Regions from separate parts of the Mus musculus genome. Here all the other regions are linked to region 3. The links are chromatin contacts, called in public Hi-C, HiChIP or PLAC-seq and promoter capture Hi-C maps. All regions are on one chromosome and are shown on one strand. The core of a region is the stretch at or near the end of the contact, and the rest is flanking DNA. Distances in the headings are between cores, read along the strand shown.

Region 1 (3,265 bases), core at 224-2,723, 940 kb after region 3:
TCCTCGGGCTAATTTCTCTTCAGTGACCCTACTCCCCTCATCCAGGCCGTGTCCCAGCTTCGACCTCCCATTCCTGATCTCATCGCCGCCAGCTTCGACCTCCCATTCCTGATCTCATCGCCGTCTGGCCCTTCCTTTGCTCCTACTCCTTGCCCAGGCTTCTCACTCATTCCTTATCTCAGTCCCATTCCACTACTTGTCCTAATACCTGACCTTAGTCAAGCCCATCCTTACAACCCAGACATTAAAACAGCCAAACCTGCTCCTCTGCCTTATACTCATTCCTATCATTCCTGGTCCTGTCTAGGCCCTTCCTCATTTTAGACCCTGTCCTCTTCCAACGGTTGGCTTAAAAACCTAAACCCTTCTTCTAACCCCACTGGTCCTCCTGTCTGACCCGGCAAAGGCCTTCACTCTGGCAGGCCTATAGCGAGCACTATTTCTGACTCTGAACTGGTACTTATCCCAATCCTTCACTGAAATCTAGTGTCACAAATACTCTGGTCCACTGGGACCTCAGTTTTGACACCTGATATTCATGTCCTTCCCATTTCCCAAGCCACGCGGATTTGGAAATGTGGGCCCTCCTCCCCATCCCTCCCGGGATTCCTGCCCACCGCATAGACTCAGCAGGTAGCCTATGGAGACCCCGCCACGGCCCAGAACTGTATACCTAACTCCACGCGGGAATATTCCTCCCCCAAGGCCCTTCTCTCCATAGGACCCCAGTCTAGTGACCCCGATCTCGGACCAGAACTGGTGTTCTATTATCTCGGTGCCCCGAGTTTCATTACAGCCCCCGCCCAAAAGTCCCGCTGCGAGCCGGGCTGGCAACGCTCCCTGTCCTCGGGACTCCAGCGCGGCGGCCTCTCCCGTGAGGTCAGGGCAACCCCACTCACCTCCGCGTCCACCACCTCGTGGTAGGCGGGCGGGGGATCGAAGCCGCCACCACCTCCGGTGCTCCCGCCGCGGGAAGGCCCGCTGCCGTCGCTGCCGCTGTCGCCCCGTGGGCCGCCGCCCGGCCCCGGACTGGGGCCGCCGCTATCCATGGGCTCGTAGCCACCGTAGTCGAGGCCGGGCCGCTCGTTGGTGAGCAGCGCCACGGCCTCGTTGATGTCGTTCTTGGCCAGGCGCAGGGCCTTGCGGATGGTGGCCGGGTCCGAGAAGCCCATGCACAGCAGCGTGGTCATGTGCTGCTCCTCCTCCGATTCCATGGCTCCGGCCTCGGAGTCGCGCCGGCCGGCGTGCGGCGAAGCTGCGGCTCCCGGGCCTGGCGGGCCGTGCCGCGCTGCCTCGGCCCCGGCTCCGTCCCCGGCAGGGCCCCTGAGCTCCCGCCCCGCGCGTTCCGAGGCCGCCGGGCCAGGGTTAGGTGCGCGCGTGGGCGCAGCGAGCCGAGCTGGGGTGGTGGGGCGCTCAGGCGCGGCCGGCCGGCCCAGCCCTGCGCGCCGCCATGTTGGCCTGCTCCTCCTCTTCGCGGGGCCGCGCCTCCGCTCCCGGAAGCAGCCCCGGCGGCGCTCGGGCCGCCGTCCCCGGGCTCGGGCGGCGCGGAGCTGTGGGTGTGCGGACGCGTGTGTGTTTCTCCCAGGCCGGGGCCAGGGAGGGGCGTGCGCCGAACGTGTCTGAGGTGAGAGGCCGCGGAGCGCAGAGAGAGCACGAGAGTCCTCCGCCTGCGCCTCCCGCCCACCCCTTCCCCCGGCAACAGGTTCCCTCTGGGACGGGAGGGGCAGGCGCCGAGCGGCTCGCTGCCGGTGTCGCTGAGGTCCCCGGGCGCCCGGGCCTCGGTGCCCTGACGACACTCGTGTCCCATCGCAGGTGACTCTTCCCGCCGCCCCCGGAACCCTGCTTGGTTCTCCTGAAGTGTCCTGCGGTCCGAGGAAAGTGACCCTACGCGCCGCTGAAGCCCTCCTCGCCGCCCACAGACGGGTGCCCAGATCCGCAGGACGAGCATCCCCGCACACCCTCGCCCTCGACCCTCCAGCCTTCTCTAGAGACCCCTAGACCTTGAACTCCCACTCCCAACAACACTGACCACCTGTCCCACCAGGCCTGATAAACTTTACCATACTTTTCAGCCAGAACTGTATGACCGTCCTTCAGACACAGACACATGGAAATATTCTGGGTGTCTACTTCTATCCTGATTCTGACCACCAACCCATTTCTACTGAAGTCTTTGGCTCAGGGGTGAAGACTTTCCCCTCTGTTTCTGTCTTCCAGCGTTTGTTTAGCTTTTTGCCTTCTGTTCCCACCTCATTGGCGTTACCATGGCCAGTCCCCTTTGCCCCTTTTCCCGTTTCAGTGTCCTGATCTAGGTTTCTTCTCGGTTCTCTTCCCAAGATGCTGGTTCCTCTTCCTTCTCACATACTTGCTTATTAGTTCATCTGCTTTGGTCTTAATCCTGCTTTATTCTTGAACCCCCTCCCCACCCCCCAATCCACTAACCTTTCTTTTTCACACTGTTAAAACATTTCTGATGGCTTAACAATTGGACCTTCACATAGCCCAAATCTGAAATTACTGACAGCACTCAGAACTTTTCTCTGCATTCTCTGCCAGCATTTTTCCCCCTCAGATCCTGGTGGCTTCTTGCCTAATAATTTGATAGTTTGTAAACACCAGCTATTTGATTATTTACGGGGTGAATTTATCATTATATAGATATAGTTTCTATTATTCTTACTAAAGGCTAGTAATGGGTTTGATCACAAAGTAGACACCTGAATAAGAGGTAAGTTCTGGGGTGTCAATGAAATTTTAAGTACATATAATAGATAAAGACCAAAGTAGTCTAAGTTGAAAGCATCCTGTCACAGAATATACACCAACACAATAGGTCAGGGCACCTGTAATCCCAGCCCTCCAGAAGCTGAGCCTGGGAGATCTCCAGTTCAAGAATAGCCTGAATTACGTATACATAGCAAGACCTTGCCACAGAACGACCAACTGTACCATTTACCAAGTCAGATACCGTTGATGCTGGCAATGCCATGGAGAACAAAAGGACCATTTAATGATGGAAAGCAAAATAAAAACATTCCATTTCTACCTTGGGTTTGCAGAGTTAAGCCAACAGCTAAACTACTAAATGAGTTAGCAACAACAAAAAATTGCTTGCTACTAAGATTGGATAGAACTGAAGAGGTAATGAGAGGAGAGCCAGCCCACTCAGATGGCACAAAAAAGGCTCATCAGCAGTGGCAGGTCTGCAGACCATGACAGAGGAAGCTGTGCTTAGCTGAGAGGAGGAAGCAGAGAAGGAAGCAGA
Region 2 (3,185 bases), core at 620-3,119, 690 kb after region 3:
GAGGGAGTGGATTAGCGGTTGCTGCTGGATCACACAGGCAGAAACTATCAAGCTTGGGACATTGATGGGATTTGGGGGTTAAAAAGTTCTTTGTCAAATCCTCAAGAGAGACAGAAAGGGTCCAGAAAGTAGGTAACTATTTGGGAAGCTATGGTAAGAAACTAGGCATGAGGCAACAAAATCAGAGATGGGATGGAGACACAAGGCTGAGGGGGTTGAGAGTTCAGGCTCTTACCGAAGCCAATGTTGACTGCCTGCCTTATTTATCGGTTGTGCTGTCTTGGGCACATGACTCACACTTTGAACCTCATTTTAGTAAAACTGGTACTAGACACCAGGAGGCCGTGGACTGTAAACTGCACACACGAGTGGCACAGGTATGGCGTGTAGGGCCCCATTGTTCCTTGCGCATCCTTCCATTTAGTTTAGGTTAACAACCTCTCACTAATACACTCTTGCCCCAAGGGGAGCCGTCAGGTAACAGTCCTGTCTTCTGGTGCTCACAGGACATCCAGCAGGTAAATAAATGGCAAATAGAACCTGCAGACAGACCCAAGGAAAATGGTGCAGGTGGGGGTGGAGGTGCAAAGTGATTCTGATCGATGCACCCTCTGCATCTCCTCTCCCTGGGTAAGGTCTTCTGGTCTGGAGGTCACTCTGCCTGGCACCTGCAGGCTAAGCCTGTGGTGCTCAGTCTGCAGCATACAGCAAGAAGTAAATAGAACAAGAGGGTGGTTGCCATGCGGGCAGCGGCAGGAAGCAGACGCTCTCTGAAGCCTGATGCAAGTTAGAGAGGAATATAAGGAGGGCAAAGGGAGCCCATGCTAACCCTGGATGAGGGGGAAGACGCTTCACTGTGAAGAGAAGTCTTAGCCTTGGTGCCGGCTGGCCTATATGAACTCCTCATCTACTTACTGGGACGACTACATCTGGATGCAGAATCTGCTGCACATTACACGGAATTGGGGGCTGATCCTGCCTTTTAATCTCTCTTTAAACCTCCATTGTAAAAGGATCCGAAGCACCTCGGACCGCAAAACAAACTTTCACCTCTTTCCTGCATAAGGCTCCTCTCCAAACTGACTTTCTAACCTTTTTCCTCTCATGACTGTGCTCCTCAGCTTCCTACTTCTGCTCAGCCAATCTCTCCACTTGGATCTCCCCCCTCCCCATTTCCCAGAACCACCTTCCAGAGGCCATTCCTCCTTTGGAATGTGGGGGGCCTGAGTTACCTGACTGTTGCGCACTTCCCGAGGGTTTAGGGTCCCTCGTTTTCTAGGCACTGCGCATGCCCTGCACCTAGCAGACACTTTATAAACCTAGGGTTAGGGTTCTGTTTGTTGCCCCGGTGCTTTTGCTGCTTCCGTTTCATCCTTGGACAGTCCCTTCCCCCATCACACGCCAGGTCCTTTGCGATCCCCACTCCCACGCCCATTCCTCCGGCCCCACACGCCCCCGTCGCCCAGAGAACCGCTACCCCGGCGCACAGCCGCGCCCCGCGCCGCTCACCTGTTTCTGGATGTCCCGCACGCGCTGCTCGTGCAGGCGCGGCGCACTGCTCAGCTTGAACACCACCCAGGCGCGCACGTAGTAGTAGATATCGAAGATGAGCGAGAGCGGCAGCAAGAAGAGGCACACGAACACCCAGCGCTGGTGGATGAGAACGAACTCCAACCCCTTCACTCGCACCCAGAGCAGAAAGAGCAGCGCGCACACGGCCAGCGACACGGCGGGCTCCATGGTGTCGCGGCGCACCGCGCGGAAGGGTGCGGGCTCGCGCCGCCCGTCTCCTTCGCCCGCTCCGCGCTCCGCCGGCTCAGCGCCTGCCGCCACCGCCCCGGGAGCCTGTAAGTCGGGCCCGCCGCCTCGCGATTGGCTTGGGTCGCCAAGGTTCGGTGGGCCGAGACCCAGGCGGCGACCAATGGTGAGCCGCGCCGGGGATCGGACCAGGGAGCCGCTGCGTTCATTGGCTGCGGGAACCGGGATGCTCCACCCTCTTCTAGTCGGCGTGCGAGGAGGGGCTGACCTGGGCTGGGGGCGCTGGTAGGGTCGGCAAGCGGCGGGCTTGGCGGGGTTTAGGGCTCTCGCTCTGGAGGCAGCGGGACCACCCTTGATCTCCTCCTTGGGTGGTGCCTCCCGTGGACACACGTCAAGCAGTTGTGCATTGGGTTACCTCCCCAGGGTGGGAGGCGCTCCAGACAACCACCCTGCAACCCTGGCAGGAGAGCCTCTGGCCTTGACCGGGGCAGGTCATGACACTCTGTAGGCACATGGCCAGGAGGGGGAATCCTTTCAATTTTCAGGGCGTTTACCATAAATGCATTTGAACTACCCCCCTTAGCAGTTCTGGGCCGTGGGTAGCTGGGACCCCCATTTTAAAATACGCGATGGTGAATTCCACCTGTCGAGTAATTTTAAAAAGCACAGAGGCGTTGATGGCATTCTTCCATGCTGAACCCAAAGTGGATGGAGGCTTGGAGACAGGAAGAAAGAGCTTCAAGGCGGCATGGCAGCCCTAGATTAAGAGTAAGAACCCAGCACATGGCCCCGGCCTTGCGGAGCAACCAGGCCAGGCTGCGGAACAACCTCTGACCTCGCCAGAAGCTTGAGTCCGGTGGTATTTGCACTTTCCCTGAACAGGAGGAAGCTCTGAAGATTTTTCAAACCTCCCAGGGCCTTGTCTGCTTCACGTGTCTTTCCTTCCCCCCCCCCCCCCCCTTCCACCTTTGTCCGGACACGGACTCGGGCACTCCATTCTGCCATCCTTTATAGCGCCACCTTCCACCTTCGGTGAATCTGTCCCTAGAAGGCTCTTTCCCCATTGTATCACCGAGGTAAAGCACTACACAGCCTAGAGATTCGCGAGGTGCCACTTCTAAAGCCAAGTTTATGTACTTCTTTCAGAGGCTCACAGTTCTTTCCATTTTTATATAATTGTCCCTTTATGTGTCTCTCCCTCCTACAGATGGAGCTTTAGGGCAAACAACACCTTGTTATTACAGCACTTTTGAATTTCCAATTTGTGGCATAATGACTAGGGCATTGTAAGGCACACCGTTGTTGACCAAAGGATAAGTGAAGAATGTATGTGGGAGTTCAAATATCCAATAGAAATCAAAGTTCAAAGTGAGAGGTTGTTTACCCTCAGCTTCCAAAGGGAGGAGTCCAGACTGGAACCGACCGTC
Region 3 (3,097 bases), core at 508-3,007:
AAGGTTGACAAAATTGTGGTGTTTTTATATTTTCTAGTTTTACTATCAAAATTGGTGTGAATGTCTCAAAACAGGTAAATACAGGATATATATCTCATGTGGATAAATAATGTATAAGGGAGCATAATACATTTTCAAAAAAATTACAAGTCAGGGGTGATGCCCCATATACTGTGTAGGTCAAGGCTGGAGGATTAGAAGTGAGTTTAAGGTTTTCCTGGGCTAGAATAGACCTGCTCTCAAAAAACCAAAATAAATAAAAGAGTTACCATCTAGGGAAATGTTCTCATATCTATGTATATAGTAGATGAATAAGATACAGTGTGTTCTCTTCAAATTTTCAGGTTTTTTTTTACCTTATTCTTAAATGATCTAAGGAAAAAGCAAACAAGCACTTTAATACAGTGAATATAAAGCACTTTAATAAAAAATGAATATACCTGAACTACCAATATCTGTTCTTTAAAACCAGGGGCAGAGATTTGGCTTTCATTAAGGTTTTGTTGCAGTTAATGAGAAAGAGGCAAACCAATCCCAAGAAACCCATAAAACCACCCAGCAGACATGTTTCCACACAGCTCCAAGATGGAGGTTTGAGAGGCAATGCTTGATCTAAGCGAGGATGAATACCCTCAGGGACTCTCTACCAAAGTGGTAGTAGGCTCTAGGACACCATCCATCCTTCTGGGTTTTACAGACAGGGACGGTGGATTCCCTACCCTTTCCCAGGGCCATTGATTTTCTCTTTAAATATACAGTGTAGCCCTTTCTGGTACTTCTTTCAGAAAACCTCTGGGTCACGTCCTGGGTTGATTTTCTCCTTGACCAGCACCTTTGGGTCTGTGTGCTCTTACATCTGCCTGCCCCAAATCCTTTCCTACAGCATCCACTGGTAGCTCTGGTGTAAATTTAAAACCGGTCATTCTCTTTCTCCCATAATGGCAGCCCGGACACAGTCCTCTCACCTCCAAGACTCAAATAATTTCAAATAACGTAAATGCACCCACATTGACTTTAAATATTATTCCTGTTTGAGGTTGGACCGTGCTGATAATGTGTTACGTTTGGCATATTAACTGTCATTTGTAATTGTTCTTCCTTCTGAGGGTCAAAGCATCATTTCAGGGCACTAAAAGTTCTTGGGGAGGGGGGCCTAGAGAGAGGCCAGGCCCTAATCACTCTGTTCTCTCCCAGCGACATCGCTGCTCCACCCGCGGTCACCCGCCGCGCGTCTCCTCACAACCGGTTCCTTCCCGCCCGCAACCCTCCGCCGGCCTCGCCACCGGGCTCCCACCTCTTCGGTGCCCGCCCACCGTGCTGCACGGACCCGCTCGCCTGGGCCTTGGGTAGCTCCGCGAAAGGACCGGGTCCGCTCGCGATCCCCGCCCGTCACGCCCCGCCCGGCCCTGGCCCCGCCCCGCCTCGCTTCGCTTCGCTCCCGCCCCGCCTCAGCCTCAGAGGAGTTCCCAGGCGCGCGCCCTGCGCAGCCCCGCCCCGCCCTCTCCTGGCAGGGGCTCCGCCTAGAAGCGCCACCTCACTTGCGCGTCTTTCCTCAGGACTACCTTTACATTGCATTGCCTCGGGGAGGTGGGGGGGCCTCCAAGAGATCTCGGGGGACATGCCCTCGCGCGGGCACGCACACGCACGGCCCCGCCCCGCCCCTTTCACCCTTCCTGCGACCGCCCGGCTTTCTCAGCTCGGCTGTCCCAACCCACTCCCGGCCCCGCCCCGCCACATGCCCCGCCCACTCCAGATCAGACCACGCCCCTCATGCCGGCCCCGCGCACGCGCGCCTACCCAGCCGAGTTCTTTTCCCCCCCCACCCCTCCCTGCTGGTACCTCAGTCCCGCGGCGCCAGGTCGCCCCCAGCCCCTCCCTCTTGCCACCCTCTGTGTGTGTCCCACCCTCACGGGCTTTGTGGCCTAGGTTGCCGAGCCGCTTCCCGGTCAGCCGCTCAGTGGAGGAAGGAGCCGCCAGTGAGGTGCAGCCGCTCGCTGCCCCGGGCAGGGGCACAGGTAGGTGGCGGCCGCGGGCCGGGCCGCTCGCCGAGCCTCAGGCAGCGCGTGGGTGCGGGGGCGGAGTGTGAGGGGCTGGGGGAGGGGAAAGGCCCTAGGGACGAGGTAGAGCTCGCGGTGGGAGGGGTGGGAGGATGAAGAGGTAGGGGTGCCTGAGGTGGGCTTAAGGGTGGGGTCCGCGGCGTCCCGGGTTAGACTGAGGGTGTGTGAGAATTTAGGGTTCTGGGCGGGAGAGGGAGCGGATTTAGCTTAGGTGGACTTGGGGAGAAGCTTGGGTGGGAGTGCCGGGAAAGGGGGAAAGAAAAGGGGTTGAGGAGTGCACCAAGGGAAGGAGCTAGGGTTGGAATAGGGGGAGGGGTGGGGCGGGGGGGGGCAGGGAAGAAACTAGTTGAGGCCGTGGATTGGGAAGTTGGAGATAGTGAGGCGTGAAGAAAGGGGAATCTGAAGGTTGAGGACGCAAAACCGGGAAAGAGATGGGGAGACTAGGGTGCTAAGAGGAACCTCGATGGTGAGAGGAAGACTCGTGAGGAGGGAGAGAAGGATGGGGGCTGGAGACGGGTCGCTAGAAGACAGGTGGAGGCGGGGTTGAGTCTTTTGAGGGGCACGGGAGAGTCTGGGATGTGAGGAAGATGGGTAGAAGATCTGGGAGTGAATGGGGAAGGTTAGAATTTGGGGGGTGGGGGACTGAAATTTTTTCTGTTTGAAAAGCTAAAGAGTGGGTAAAACTATCAAGATGTGGGAGAGATTAGCTTGCTCTTGGACAAAGTATGGGCCCGGATAGGACATGAGTTTCTGCAGTTTGGGGGAGAAGGCAGGTAGGGAAGTGGCAAGTTACAGGGAAAAAAGAAGTAGTGGGAAATTGAATAATGGCGGTGACACAGAACAATGAAGATGGATTGTTAGTTGGTTAGAGATACTTTGGAACTACTTTCTCTTCGGATTTCTTCCTATGTTAAGAAAAAGTCTTTAAAAACCACTACATTTTCAAATGAGCCAAAGGTGTCTGCAGTCTTGAGATGAAGGTAGTGGGTTGACAGATGTTTTCCTGGTGTGTGGATATGGCGGATTTCTGCCCTGGCAGA
Region 4 (3,039 bases), core at 90-2,589, 620 kb after region 3:
CAGGGAAGAATATCAGGAAGCCCCAATATACCAGACTTAGGCTTTGGAGCCCATTTGTGGGAAACAGTTGGGAGCCATAGCAGGGGTTAGAGCTGGGTAGTGCCAACCTCCCACATGGAGGAAGGAAGCACCACACTTCCTTCCGTGACCCCATGACAAAAGATGGGGCTAACACAGGAGCTGATGGGATGGATTCTGGCTTCGAATGAGCAAATCAGGGGCTGGCAGCTCACACACCTGAGTGGTCCAACTGGGTGACCGTAGGGATGAGTACTTAGGGGCTGTATTCTTAACTGCAAAGGAGGATAGTGCTACATGCCTCTGGGGCCTGTGTGGGTGGGTCATTCCTAGGGCAAACACTCATGTCCTAGTATGGGCTGGCCTGGGGGTGTTTTGTCTAGTGTAATCTGTTTCAATACCCCAAAGAGCCATAGGATTTCAGGGCCTAGAGCCTGAAGATATCCCACCTCTCCCCATTCCCCCTTCTCTAGGGCTACAAGGCATCTTTCTTACTTCCACAGGACCCCAATTATGTTTTGTTTTGAGACAGTATCTCAGTCAGTATGTAGCCTAGTCCTGGACTTGTTGTGTAGCCCATGGTAGCCCATTTGCTATGTAGACATTCCTTTCATTGGCATTCAGATCCAAAGATGTTAAATTATTCCCTCAAACCACATAATCTGTGAATGACAGAGCTGGGAGTTCAACTTCTACTTCCATGGCCCTAGCCTCCAGTCTTTTCCTCAACACTGTTATTGATCTCCTTATTCTATATCCAGGAACACTGAGACCAGAGAGGCGGAATAACTCCATGTGAGATAATATCAAGGTTTACAAATGAGTCCTTCCCCCACCACTCTGCTCACCGTCAACATTCTAGAGTTTATAACCCAGTTACGGTTTTCATGATGGAAGCAACATCGCCACCTGGTGGAACTATCCCTGAATTGCAGGAGCAGTTCCTAGGTTCTTCTCTTTCCCTGCCTTCCAAATTTGGAGGCTAAACTGACATTTCCAAAATGTAGCTATTTGAATATGACACGTGACGAATCTCAAATGTAGCAGATCATACTTGTGAGTGGGCTTCAGGCTGGCTTCTGAATTACAGACGGGGTTAGTGGCCATGGAGTGGAGGCCTCAGAGTGCTGCTGGGTTTTCAGCATCCCGGAGAAGAGGCTCCTGGATGCTGTTCCTCCATAGTACAATGCCAGCCTGAAAATAGCCTTGTCCCTTTAAAAATCCTGGCTGTTTTGGAAGTAGCAGCTGAAGCTGTTACCAGGGGCAACCTGGCAAGCCACAGTGCATTAAATTAAACAGGCCTGTGACTGCCCGTGTGCTCCTGCCGAAAGGAGGGGCTGCTTGCCTCTCCTGCTGCAGAGCCTCAGCAGGCAGGCAAGGCACATAGCTCCAGGGTTCCCACTCCTAGAGGCAGCCTGGGAGGGGGCAAAGGCTGAGAGCACTCTGGAAGGAGTTTCTGGGACTGCTCGGCACGGGCTCTGTGTGGGACACTCCGTGCTCAATCATCATCAGTGCCCTGATGCTCTGACAGTGGCCAGCCAGCACCAGAGCCTTAGCTACAGGCTGGCCTCGATTCTCAGGAAGGGATCACATGAGACCCAGCCTGAGTGTACAGTGACCCTGGGACTAACGAGGTACAGGTGAGAGTGACAGATGACTCTAGGGCTTCCCTGAGCACCAGCCTCAGGATCCTCTGAATCTCTCTTGTTCCTCCTGAGATGGGGGAAGCTGGCATAAAGCTATGGAGGCTCCTGGCGTCACCCGCTTTTTCAGGCCACCTCTGACTTCAAGTTCACGTTTCCCCCACAGTATCGAACCACAAAGAGCTAGGGTTTAAACAGTGGCTACCATTTGCAAAGCACATTGAGCTTAATTAGGGCTTCAGAATGTCCTGTGTGGAAGGGAAAGTGGGGAAACTGAGGCAGGGTAGTGTCCCCAAAGCCAGGACTGAGACTTCCTCCTGGTATTCTTTACCCCCAGCCCCACCCTCCACCCTGTTTAATGAGAAAAGGTCTTCCTGAGCTAGCCCAAAGCTTGCACTCATCCTGTCTCCACCTCCTGCTAGGACTATAGGGGTGCATCTCCATACCCAGGCTTAGCTATTGTTATATTGATAGTCAAACCAATAAGTAGCACCCCCGATCTATGGTCTCGTCATCAACCCCTGCCTCCAGGTTCCGTGCCCTATTTGAGTTCCTGTCCTGACTTCCTTTGGTGATGAACAGTGCCATGGAAGTATAAGCTGAATAAAACCTTTCCTCCCCAACTTGCTTTTTGGTCAAGATGTTTCATGGCAGCAATAGAAATCCTGACTAAGACATTTGGTTTATTTTGTTTGTTTTGTTTTGAGACAGGGTTTCATACCGTAGTCTAGGTTGGCAATCCTCCTGCCTCAGTCTGGGTGTACTAGGATTACTGTGTGAGCCACCAGGCCTGACTTAGAAATGCAAAGTCTTGACTCACTCCTCTGTGGCTCTAGAGGTGTGGTTCGGAGATTGGTTTGCTTACTGTGCTAAGTTTGAAAGCCATTGGCTGGACTGATCGGGGGTGGCGTGAAAGTGGGCTGGTACTTTTTTAATGGGCCAAAGGATCAGACCCTTCTCCTCCGGGAAGCCTGAAGATCCTGCTTCTGTGGCTGGTGGGTAAGGGACATTGGCAGGTGACCTGGCAGTACTGGGAGAGGATGCACTGTCACAGGGCAGGTTTGTGTTAACTCAGGCACATCCATGGGTGGTGCCTCAGGATCCAGAGACAAATCTCACTAAACCCATGGTTTATAGAACGATAGACTTCTGATTAGACTGGATGGTCAGCCAGGTTCTCAGACAGTATTTGCCTCGGCAAGGTGAACTTTGTCCTGGCAGCTGCTCTGTACATTCCAGAGAGGCCCCAGAGAGCTGACTAATGATCTCCTGGGAGGGGACTGATGGGAAGGAGGAAGGCTCCTTCCGGGTCACCGGGTACAGTGGTACCTGCTTCTCACAGCAGCCTTGGAAGGTATAGTTAGTGTCTTCCTCATAG
Region 5 (3,388 bases), core at 500-2,999, 570 kb after region 3:
GCGCTCCTGGATCATGCAGGCATTGGCCTCCTGGAAGATGTCTCTGAAGCAGTGACATAAGCCCCAGCCAGGTCCCTGTAAACGCTATGTGGTCAACCTTTCCATCCAGATGGCTTCCTCACGAGAGTTCCCCCAGTCCCTGTGGAGCCCCCGTGGAGCCCCCCTGGAGCCCCCGTGGAACCCCCGTGGAGCCCCCGTAGAGCCCCTGCGGAGCCCTCACTCTGACAAGTCTGAGAAAAGAGCATGGCCCCCTTGTGCTGATTCACTTCACATTTACAGATGCGTGCGGTCTGTTTTGTTCACTTTATATAACGGGAGACTGAGGCTCAGAGTAGTTAAGTGCGTTGACCAAAGCCACTCAGGGGGTCACCTGGACATCTCAGTTTTCCCTTCCCTGGTGATAAGAGCAGAAGGGTGATGATTTGGGTGGCTCTTGGGGAAAGGGAGTGAGGCGACTTCCCACCTATGACGTCATGCATATTCGGGAACCCTGGTCGCCGAGTCTCACCCTTGACTCGTCATCCGGTTTGCCTAACACTAATGCAAAAATATCCAGAGACATATTTGGTGTTGCCACCTGACAGTGTCAATGTTACTAACAGCTGTTGGGTAAAGAGCGGGTGTCAGGCACACTGTTAAATGCCTTACAGGACATTACAGGCAGGACAGCCCCCACATCCAAATGGTTCCCGGGTTGAAATTTTTCAGAGATGAGCTCAGCGGGAAGCATGGGGACTGTGGTATCCAGAGGTTGTGTGTGTCCGCTGGAATGACTTGCCAGACAAGAGACTTCTCAAGGAGGTTTGGAAAGATGACCACATCTGGTCATCTGTGGGTGCAAAGGTACCCTCAGGTACATGGGACCCTCTTCAAAGTCCCAGTGAGAGGGAACCTGGAAAAAGAGGAGAGATGCAAGGGCCAGGTCCTAAGGCCATGGAGACTGCTGAGGAGGTAGGGGCAGTGGGGAGGCATGGTGGGGGTGCTGAGAAGAGAGATATATGAGCAGATGTCAACTTCAGAAAACTCTTCGTGGGATGTAGGGACCCCGGGGCAAGGCTGGTGGGGCGAAAGATCAATGCAGCTGTACTGAACAAGAACCTGTTACTAGTCAGTAGTGGTGAATGTGTCAATAATCACAGCCCAAGGATTCTACCTGTGGGCATACATCTCGGGGTAATTTTCCCATGGGCCTATGGGGGTATCTGTGAAGACCTCTGTTGTTGTAGTATCCATGAGGTGAGCAGGCAGGCTGGGCACCCATCCTTGTAGGGTAAGCCACATGGAGTTTCACATGTAGTTATAGGTTGTAGGGGTGTATGGGGACCTCAAACCTTGTGCTGCGTGAAGAAAAAAAAAGTATTTGTATGCTCAAAAGTTTTGTTTTGTTTGAAATAGGGTCTTGCTATATAGTCTAGACTGGTCTTGAACTTATGGTTCTCCTATTAAACCTAAGTGCTAGGATTACAGACAAATATCATGTGGCCTGGCTACGAAGTCATCTTTTGAGAACATTTATAGAAAAGACATAAAAGCATCAGGGTTGGAGAGTGGAGATGAAGAGTTTAGATACAAAAGGGAGTTAACCTAACCACGCCCCAAAGCGAGGAGACTAGAGGCCAGGCAAACTCTGCAATGGATGGGTGGGGCTGGGCGAGAGGGAAAGCGCGGAGTCAGGCCACACCTCCAGGCAGGCCACGCCCCCAGGCCGGCGGAACCCGAGAGGCATAGCCTCGCGCAGCCCGGACTGCAAAAGGAAGGGCATCCCTGCCGCCGGAAGGAGCGGCGCGTTTCTTGGTCCCGGGACTGAAGCGCCGAAGTTGCGAGCTGCCATGGAGAGTTCTGAGCCTGAGCCTACAGAGGACGCTTCCATGGACGCGTTCCTGGAAAAGTTTCAGAGCCAGCCTTACCGCGGCGGCTTCCGCGAGGATCAGTGGGAGGAGGTGGGCGGCGCCGGGGGCTTCTGGGGTAGGAGCTTGGTCCTCGAGGCTTGGTCACTGGTAGAAACCGTCCGCCTCGAGGTTTTGCGTATAAGTTGACTGCGTTTAAGACCACGGGGGTTTTGCAGGCAGTCCTGTCACACACCACCACCAGGCTCTACTACCAGGGGTCCCTTAGTTGTTTTACTGCAGCACCCAGGTTAGGGTAAACTTGAAAGGAGATGGTGAAGGTGGTCAGGAACGCGACAGCGCCTAGTTGAAGGTGATTGCTACCACCCATGGAGAGCGTTGGAAATCAGGATCCCACATTTAACACCTGAGAAACTGGATGTCTAGCTCCAGCCAATCCTTAGGATTTGCATATCATGCTCAGCGAGGAAAAAACTTTATGATGTCGTGTCCTGGGATTGGATCTAATCAGTAGACAACGCTAATTGTTCTTTTAAATTCTAGGAATTTGACAAGATTCCCCTATTTATGAAAAAAGCGCCATCAGAAATTGACCCCGAGGAGTTTCCTGACTTGGCCTGCCTCCAGTCGATGATTTTTGATGATGATCGATATCCAGAAGGTATCTTACTGTCACCCAGCACTTCTTTTGTGTCCTTGTTGAGTTGAGCGAAAGTATTATGGCTAACATGTCAGTGTTGACTCCACACATTCTCCTTTGGATGCCTTCTAAGTAAATGTGTACAGTTCCAAGCCCCAGAGGCCTGACTTGGATGAAAAGCCTGATTGCCCTAACAAATCAGGAAGGGTGTGTGATGAGTGCCACGAGGTCCACCACTACTGTAGTACCAGAGAGAGGAGGGGGATTGCTTTTCAGTGAATGACACAATGTAAGAAAAGGAGCAGTGTAATTTTCTCAATAGAAATTAAAGTCCTTCAAAAACTGAGATAAATGTGTGTGTGTGTATGTGTATCTGGAAATTGAACCCAGAATCTCACATATGCTGGGTAAGTGAGCTATATCCCCCCTTCGTAAAACTGTTTGTGTGTGTGTATACGTGTGTACATACTTACAGAGATCAGTGGCTAGCCTTGTGAGGTGGATTCTTTCTTACCATTTCACATGTTCCTCAGGTCAAGCTCAGGTTGTCAAGCTTAGGGGCCAGTGCCTTTACCTGTTTAGCCATTTCTCTAGACCATCTTTAATTCCCCTTTTTAAAACAGCACTTATAGCTGGATGGTGGCCATGCATGCCTTTGACCCCAGGCAGGCAGGCAGGCAGGCAGGCAGGCAGGCAAGCAGGCAAGCAGGCAGGCAGATCTCTGAGTGCAAGGCCAGCCTGGTATACAGAGCGATTTCCAAGACAGCCAGGGCTACAGAGAAACCCTGTCTCAAAAACAAACAAACAAACAAACAAACATATAAACACCAACCAAAAACCAAACCAAACCAGAAATTAAAAAGCACTTAGTAACATTACCTCATAATTTTTTGGAAGTGGT
Region 6 (3,472 bases), core at 42-2,541, 640 kb before region 3:
GGTTGTCTCAAGCCCCCAGCAACTCTGCTGGTTGGTTCTGTGCTTAGGGGTCCTGAGTCTGGGGTTAACGGGTTGTCATTTTGTTTCTGTTTCTCTCTCCTTTGTTATTCTGTGTTTCTTCAAGTCAAAGTTCTTCAGATGGGCCCTGGAACTCCTGCTCCAAACATTTTGAAATAGGAGCTGTGGGTGCGATGGTGTTGCACTTGTCTAGTGCTGGGGCGGGGGTGGCGGAATAAGAGTGATCAGTTATGGCTTTGGTTGGGTATGTGAGGCACTGAGATAGACTAGGAGAATAAAGCACAGCCTGGGACGATGAAGGGTGTCACACTGTTTGGGCCTCTAGGGCAGGGTACCTACCCAGTTTACTAGCACTGTGTGAGGTCAAAGGGTGGCCAACTTTCCCAATAAGTAAAGCCAGCAAATAAAACAAGGTGGGTTTATTCACTATATTAAGTAAGCACAGGGTCCCTTCAAATGATATTTTGTTCCGTGTATGTTTATAAACTAAGAGCTGGAAGGATTTCACATCAGGAGAGTGCTAGCGTGAGGCCCCAAATTCAGATATACCCGCCAGAACAGAAGAGGGATAAAACCACAAAACTCCACCGTGTGAGGAGGCCGAACATCTGTAATCCTAGTAAGAAGATCAGGAGTTCAAAGTCATCCCTCGCTACATAAAGAGCGCAAGGCCAGCCTAGATTACATAAGACTAACGTTTAATCAATAAAAATAAAATCTAAAATTCCATCCTGAAGATCTCACTTAGATGCCTGGTTAAGCACCTCAGACCCGGTGGAACTTTTAGAAAAGCTCCCAGTTCAACACTGTGATCAAGGCTGGGCCCTGAGCCCTAAGATGCCCCACTGCCTCCGGATGCTCCTCCCTTCCCTAGAGGAACCCGCCTTCCGTCGCACCTTCAGGTACCACCGGAAGTCCTCGCCCACTGGCCGAAGGTTCGTGACGTTCTCCAGCGTGGCTTTGAGCTGCAGTGCGATTTTCTGAGAAGAGGGCGGGACACGCTGAGTGCAAGGCCTCGTCCGCTCAGCTGCGTGCCACGCCCCACCCCGCCCCTCCCGACTCAAGCCCCGCCACCCGAGCCTCACGCCTTCCATTCTCTCCTGCTCTGAGCTCGCCACTCTGAGCCCCTCGCCGCCTCGGACCCATCTCTCACTGGGCTACTACCAGACGGGATGCCCCAATGGCGACTAGCCTCTCCTTACCCCCATAGCTGCCGGTCCACGTTAAGTCGCTGCGACAGCTGCTTTCCGACCCGTCGTAAAAGGCCGGCGTCGCCGCGCAGCCTCAGTGCGGGTGGGCGGGGAGCGGGGCGTTAGTGAGTGGTACTGTAGGCTGGCGTTTTCTAGCTTGTCCCTCCTTAACCTGCCGGGCTCGGCTGTTTTCGGTAGGTTTGCTGGAACCGATGTAAACGCAAATGCCAGAGATGGTTCCTGATTCTCAATCTGTGCCTTCACTGAGCAGGCAAGATAGTCGGGCTGGAAACCTCTGCCAGACCTCTCTAGGCTCTCGGTTCTCTATCCGACTTCTCACTACCTGTGGTCCTGAGGCTCAGATTACGCTGCAGCCTCCCAGATGATGGGTAGTCGCCCTCTAAACTGCCCACTGGATGTACACGATTTGATGCTGCGACTTTTCCCACAGGGTTGCCCTGTGTCCATGTCCTCGTGGTAGCTATGCCTGAACAGAGCTGACTTTCCCCCACCTTAGTCATATATTTAACCGACACTGCAGGAGCTGGGAGCACCAACATTCGAAAACATGCCCCATTTTTATTTTTTAGAGACAGGGTTTCTCTGTGTAATTATAGCCCTGGCTCTCCTAGACTCGCTTTGTAGACCTGGCTGGCCTCGAACTCAAAAGAGATCCACCTGCCTCTGCCTCTCGAATGCTGGGATTAAAGGCGTGTGTCACCATGCTTGGCTCCCACTTTTATGGCCCAGTCTTTTTAAATTTTATTTTGGTTTTGGCAGGTAGTATGTATGTGCTCCACATGCATGCAGCTCCCACCAAGGCTAAAAGAGGGCACCATAAATAACCCTCTTGTACCCTCCCCCCCCTCAGCCTGAAACCTGGCTGAACAGGTTTCACTGATAGCACGAAGAGAGCATGGGGGGGGGGGTTGGAGCCTGCCACCTTATCGTTCTACCACTCCCACTGCTACTGCCTGCCGCCTAGCAGTTCCGGAGTTAATCAAGTTGTCACCTGAAACTGGACTCCAAGGATGATTTGGCGGGAATGGGTTCCTTCCCCTTCTTCATAAACCAGTGCCTGGGAATAGTAAAATTGAACCTTGAGCAGACTAGTTGTCTTGGTTCCATTCTCTCTCCCGCCGCCTAGCTCCCTCTTCTCTTCCAGATTCCAAGATGCCTCCCAGGCTAGAACCCAGACATGTGAGCCGGCCGCAACACTCTGTGACACACTGATAGAGCCACCCTATGGATGTTAGGAACAGAAATGAGGTCATCTACTACAGCAGCAAGTTCTCTTAACCGCTGAGCCATCCCCCTGCCTGTTGGACACCACCAGACTGGTCTTTAAGTGTCTCAGAAGTCTGGCATCCTGACATGTCACATATTAATGATATCCCTAACGGAGTATGAAAAGTCTTGAGGATGCTTGGGACCTTGTCTCAGAATGGAATGTCTCTAAGGATATGTATTTAGGCTCGTGTCCCTTCAGACCAATGAACCCTATCAAGTCCCATTCCTTCTGATGCCATCTAATCAGCTATTTTCAGCAAGCCATGAAATTTAAGTAATGGCAAGAGAAAGTTCCTGCCAATCTACCTATTGAACAGTTTTCCTTCATACGGAAATAAAGGATATGTTAAAAAGCCCAGCCATTGGCTGGAGAGATGGCTCAGTGGTTAAGAGCACTGACTGCTCTTCTACAAGTCATGAGTTCAATTCCCAGTAACCACATGGTGGCTCACAACCATCTGTAATGGGATCTGATGCCCTCTTCTGGTGTGTCTGAAGATAGCTACAATGTACCCATATACATAAATAAAAAATAAATGCCCAACCACAATAAAATTTTATGCCCAAGAAGCTATGAATGCTAGTCAGGTGTTTTACTACTGAGCTATAACTCCAGCAATTAGTCATCTTGTAAATCTTCAGGGTTTCCATTTCCCTTGAAACTTAAAAATCCAGGTTGAACTATGTGTGGTGGCACCTGCCTAAAATCCCAGCACTTGGGAGACAGATCCCAAGTTCAAAGTCATCCTGGACAGGAAAGGGAGGGGAGGCGTGGTCAAAACAAAACCCAGGTACCTTGTCCTAGAATATTGCTAATGGGGTTCTCAACTTCAATGTATTGAAAAAAATATTCAGCAGTGTGTGTGCTAGCGCACACCCATGGCACAGCAAAGGGGTGGAAGTTCTGAGTCAGTTCTTGCCTTCCACCTTGCTCAGACAGGATCGCTTTCTGCTCCTGGGTGGCTTAGTCCAGG
Region 7 (3,232 bases), core at 353-2,852, 660 kb after region 3:
GCTGTCTCTCTGGATCACTTTCTGCTTTATTCATTTGAGGCAGGGTCTCTTGCTGAAGCTAGACCTCACCGATTCTGGCTAGTCTCACTAGCCTTCTTGTGGTTTTCCCTGGGAGCTATTATAAGACATTCTGGCTATGATAAATGGGTATAAAATAGAGAACTCTCCCTTAGAAAGGACTCTGTGTTGTAAAAGGTCTGGAGGTCATGGATGTGGAACTCACTTCCTTGCAAGGGATTGTGCCTGTTTTCTTCTTTCTCCTTTTTACAGGAAACGGATTACACCTATTACGAAGGGCAAGTGCCGTCCAACTGTGGACTACAATTCAGATCCTACTCCTTAAAGCCACTCGGGAAGAACAGCCTGATGCAACCAGAGAGCCCAAGGCCAGAAGAGAAATCTTGAGATGGGAAAGGAAGCAGGGATCTTGGAGAATGCCTGGGTGAGGGGAGAAGGCAGGAGGGTCATCTTTGCTGTAGCCCTGCGGTCAAAAGTCACAGTGTCTACTGGGACAGCAGGGGGACCAGGTATCTTTTGTTACAAGAGATCCATTGTCCTAAGCATTCCAGTCAGCTGGTGACGTGAATTTGGGAGCCAGAGAGCAGGTGGATGGAAGAGGGGGTCGTGGGTGACTTCCTGGAACCCCTTGCACTGTGAAGCTAGAGCGTGGGTACCTAACTCACCGTTGTCCCAGAATGAGGCGGGGAGAGGAGCATTTGTTACGTAGCAGTCTGGGACCTGTAGGAAAACCCCATCTCCATGCTAGGGTGCTCTGGACACTCAACAGAGCCTCGTGCTGGGAGGAGACTGCTGACTTCCAGTGTTCAGCCATTGAAGCGCTGTACCCCACTTTAGCATTGTGGGCCACCAGTGTGGTTAGAGGTGGGTCCTCGGGGGTGAGTGACAACATCCTGTGACGTTCCCCCTCACTGTTTACATCAATGACAGTGGTGGGGGGAGCCAGTTGTCCCCTGGAGAAGAGGATGAGGAGACCTGACAGACTCAGCCACAGAACTTACATAATAAAGCGATTTCAGACATGTTTTCAGAGCCGGTTCTACCAGTTGTTTTCTCACGTGGGTCCAAGTCGTGGTTGTGAAAGAAATGAAATCATGACTGTTCTCTTCAGCATCCGGAGTAGCCAGGACCATCAGCATGCACCCTGCCTAGAGCCCCTTTCATTCCTCATTTGGAGTTTGGATCTTTGGTTTTCTCATCATGGTGAGCTACTTAATAACCGCCCACACCTAAGCTGGCCGGGCTCTTACTCTGGCCCTGGCGTGGTCCTTCATTCTGCAGGTGCTGTATACAGCCTGCTTCTGGGACTTCCTCTTCCAGTAACCTGTATCTCAGGCCCTGCTGATCCACTCTCTAGACACCCCACCCCCAGACTCAGCCAGAGAAAGGGGATCTAACCAAACTGAGGGTAGATGGGTTGTTGGGTGCAGAGCAGACCCCTGGGAGGTGACTGTCCCGGGTCTGGGATGTGGGGCCACTTTTCACGCTGACCTTGCATTCAGGGGTGTGTCCGGAAGCACAGCGTGTCAGGAGATGGTTAAGCTGGCTCTCAGAGCAAAGCAGGATGTTGCAGCTGTGGTAGTTAACGTTCTGTGTCAACTTGTCTGTGTCACGTGGTAGCCAGGCACTGGAATGTGCCTAACCCGGTCACTTGGCATGTGAGATTGACAAACTGCGTACTTTATGTGGGTGGGTGGGTCATGGCCAGTCAGCAGATGCCCACTTCCGTTTCTTGCTTACAAGACTGAGATTTGGAGACACCCTGTGGTGAAGACTCATCTCAATGTAAGGTTATGTCTAGGACTGAAGAGCGAAAGCTATTTTAATGGTAGTTTGGGCTTGGGATGTCTCCAAAGGCCTGGTGTCAAGGGCTGGTTCTGTTGGGAAAGGCTCAGTAGGAGGTCTTTGGATCCCTGGGAACATGCCTGTAAATGGTACTGAAGGACTACCAACTCCATTTTCTATTCTCTTTTCTCCCTGGTTTCTGACCATTTCCTCTGCCACACCCACCCATTACTATACACTGTCTCACCTCAGGACCAAGGGATCATGGATTGGAACCTCTAGAACTTAGAGCTGAAATAAAGCTCTCCTCTTGATCAACATCTCAGGTACTTTGTTACAGAAAGAACGCTGGCCAGCAGAGGGGATATTACAGATTTAAGATACAACTTATGAAATCAGAGAAGGGACTTCCCAAAAGGTTGCTTGAAGCCAGTTTCGGAATGAAAATCACAGGTTCTAGTAAAATTCCCATCACATACACACCTGTGCAAAGTGTACCAAGTTAAAACTTGATTCTCCCGGCTCTGGGCATCAAAGTCCTGGGGTGAGCCAACTATTAAAAAATACAAGTCCATGTGGTTCAATCCTAACAGAAGCTTATCTGGGTCTCTAGTGACTGCAAAGCTAACCACTTAATCCCTGTGGACACATCTGGCTGACAGGAAGGCTGGTAGTGTGCAGAGGAAGGCACTGTGTTCTGCTGGAAGGGTCGTTGTGCCTTCGGCTTTTGGATGAGGACATCGACACAGGAACAATGAGCTTGTCAAAACTGGTTTGTCACAACCGATTGATGAAGCCAGAACACCAGCCAGACCTGACAAGTGTACCTGGTGCCTGAGGACAGAGCCCATCCCTCCTGAGGTGCCAGCATTTCTTCACTGGAATGACAGAAATCCATTTGCTACCCGCTTCCCCCATGTTTTTAGCCCTCATCTGTGGGTGCTTGTGTTCAGACAGGACATTGGAGCTGAATGGCACCAGTGGCGGTGGCTGCGTCCTTGTCCGACTCTACACTGGTCCTCTGAATAAATGACAAAAGACTAGCGTCCAGGCTGTACTTTATTTTACACAAGTGGTGGCCCCAGAACCACAGGGACATGACCTGGAGAGTAGGCACAGTGCCTGAGGCTGCAAGAGCCAAATACAGGGATTCATGCCTTCTCCTTGGTCCCCATGACCAAATTAAAAAAAAAAAAACAACAAATCACACAGCACACATCGCCACACCCATCCCCTCCTTCCTTTCAGCAACAGCCAATTCAGCTTTCTAGCCAAAGACAGTGGCTACAACTGAATTTACAGAGAACCATGCAGCCAAGAAACCAGAGCCACGGAGGGGAGAGGCTTGCGTTGACTTCCCACATGTGCTGTCCCATAGCAGCTGAGTGACCCCACCAAGCCACCGTGTGGTTGGACACTGACAGGACAG

What was found. Promoter capture Hi-C pulls out the DNA fragments that hold promoters and counts their contacts. Hi-C and Micro-C count contacts between places; a contact is called where the count stands out from the background. HiChIP or PLAC-seq counts read pairs in DNA pulled down with a chosen protein or histone mark. Capture Hi-C pulls out chosen DNA fragments and counts their contacts.
Region 1: a promoter capture Hi-C map of adipose tissue shows a contact between it and region 3, with 4 times the contacts expected there. The contact joins the promoter of Usp24 here to the promoter of Lrrc42 in region 3. A contact is called at or near these places in 1 of 39 promoter capture datasets (erythroid cells), 1 of 484 Hi-C or Micro-C datasets (CD8 T cells) and 1 of 9 other capture datasets (adipose tissue).
Region 2: a contact with region 3 is called in a Hi-C map of regulatory T cells, with 7 times the contacts expected there. The contact joins the promoter of Dhcr24 here to the promoter of Lrrc42 in region 3. A contact is called at or near these places in 3 of 39 promoter capture datasets (the HPC-7 cell line, cranial neural crest and fetal liver), 4 of 484 Hi-C or Micro-C datasets (B cells, CD4 T cells, muscle stem cells and 1 more), 11 of 115 datasets of contacts at active chromatin or transcription factors (the SCID.adh cell line, astrocytes, embryonic hindbrain and 6 more) and 1 of 9 other capture datasets (adipose tissue).
Region 4: a contact with region 3 is called in an H3K4me3 HiChIP or PLAC-seq map of forebrain, with 5 times the contacts expected there. The contact joins the enhancer-like site here to the promoter of Lrrc42 in region 3. A contact is called at or near these places in 10 of 39 promoter capture datasets (cranial neural crest, embryonic stem cells, frontonasal cranial neural crest and 5 more), 1 of 15 datasets of contacts at CTCF or cohesin (the NIH/3T3 cell line), 2 of 484 Hi-C or Micro-C datasets (CD4 T cells and natural killer cells), 8 of 115 datasets of contacts at active chromatin or transcription factors (astrocytes, embryonic forebrain, embryonic stem cells and 4 more) and 2 of 9 other capture datasets (embryonic stem cells and liver).
Region 5: a promoter capture Hi-C map of adipose tissue shows a contact between it and region 3, with 3 times the contacts expected there. The contact joins the promoter of Ttc4 here to the promoter of Lrrc42 in region 3. A contact is called at or near these places in 7 of 39 promoter capture datasets (the 3T3-L1 cell line, cranial neural crest, embryonic stem cells and 4 more), 3 of 484 Hi-C or Micro-C datasets (CD4 T cells, embryonic stem cells and regulatory T cells), 8 of 115 datasets of contacts at active chromatin or transcription factors (astrocytes, cardiomyocytes, embryonic basal ganglia and 3 more) and 2 of 9 other capture datasets (adipose tissue and liver).
Region 6: a contact with region 3 is called in an H3K27ac HiChIP or PLAC-seq map of embryonic stem cells, with 4 times the contacts expected there. The contact joins the promoter of Czib here to the promoter of Lrrc42 in region 3. A contact is called at or near these places in 1 of 39 promoter capture datasets (liver), 3 of 484 Hi-C or Micro-C datasets (CD4 T cells, muscle stem cells and uterus), 1 of 115 datasets of contacts at active chromatin or transcription factors (embryonic stem cells) and 2 of 9 other capture datasets (adipose tissue and liver).
Region 7: a promoter capture Hi-C map of embryonic stem cells shows a contact between it and region 3, with 4 times the contacts expected there. The contact joins the enhancer-like site here to the promoter of Lrrc42 in region 3. A contact is called at or near these places in 2 of 39 promoter capture datasets (cranial neural crest and embryonic stem cells), 6 of 115 datasets of contacts at active chromatin or transcription factors (the SCID.adh cell line, embryonic hindbrain, embryonic limb bud and 3 more) and 2 of 9 other capture datasets (embryonic stem cells and liver).

Annotation. Positions count from the first base shown.
Region 1 is chr4:106,314,421-106,317,685 of GRCm38.p6, reverse strand. It overlaps Usp24 (ubiquitin specific peptidase 24), which reads right to left and starts at 1,473. Exons shown (of 68, transcript NM_183225.2): 1 at 900-1,473. The coding sequence starts at 1,214.
Region 2 is chr4:106,559,722-106,562,906 of GRCm38.p6, reverse strand. Dhcr24 (24-dehydrocholesterol reductase) reads right to left here and starts at 1,869. Exons shown (of 9, transcript NM_053272.2): 1 at 1,510-1,869. The coding sequence starts at 1,740.
Region 3 is chr4:107,252,193-107,255,289 of GRCm38.p6, reverse strand. Lrrc42 (leucine rich repeat containing 42) reads left to right here and starts at 1,757. Exons shown (of 8, transcript NM_029985.2): 1 at 1,757-2,015. It overlaps Hspb11 (heat shock protein family B (small), member 11), which reads right to left and starts at 1,387. Exons shown (of 6, transcript NM_028394.3): 1 at 1,295-1,387.
Region 4 is chr4:106,629,026-106,632,064 of GRCm38.p6, reverse strand. All of the region lies in intron 1 of Ttc22 (tetratricopeptide repeat domain 22), which reads right to left. Among named protein-coding and RNA genes, the nearest start is that of Ttc22, 8.1 kb to the right of the region's middle. Within about 2 kb of position 1,339, at least 111 of the 459 cell types and tissues checked have an H3K27ac peak or open chromatin away from gene starts, as enhancers often do. A contact at or near this core is called in astrocytes and forebrain, where this site is marked.
Region 5 is chr4:106,677,305-106,680,692 of GRCm38.p6, reverse strand. It overlaps Ttc4 (tetratricopeptide repeat domain 4), which reads left to right and starts at 1,749. Exons shown (of 10, transcript NM_028209.2): 1 at 1,749-1,940; 2 at 2,391-2,508. The coding sequence starts at 1,830. It overlaps Mroh7 (maestro heat-like repeat family member 7), which reads left to right. Exons shown (of 24, transcript NM_001126487.1): 24 at 1-276. The coding sequence ends at 55.
Region 6 is chr4:107,887,645-107,891,116 of GRCm38.p6, reverse strand. Czib (CXXC motif containing zinc binding protein) reads right to left here and starts at 1,291. Exons shown (of 8, transcript NM_001347160.1): 1 at 1,221-1,291; 2 at 915-998. The coding sequence starts at 1,226.
Region 7 is chr4:106,588,726-106,591,957 of GRCm38.p6, reverse strand. Dhcr24 (24-dehydrocholesterol reductase) reads right to left here. Exons shown (of 9, transcript NM_053272.2): 9 at 2,845-3,232. Lexm (lymphocyte expansion molecule) reads left to right here. Exons shown (of 10, transcript NM_183182.3): 10 at 271-1,049. The coding sequence ends at 343. Among named protein-coding and RNA genes, the nearest start is that of Lexm, 27 kb to the left of the region's middle. Within about 2 kb of position 1,602, at least 42 of the 459 cell types and tissues checked have an H3K27ac peak or open chromatin away from gene starts, as enhancers often do. A contact at or near this core is called in embryonic stem cells and liver, where this site is marked.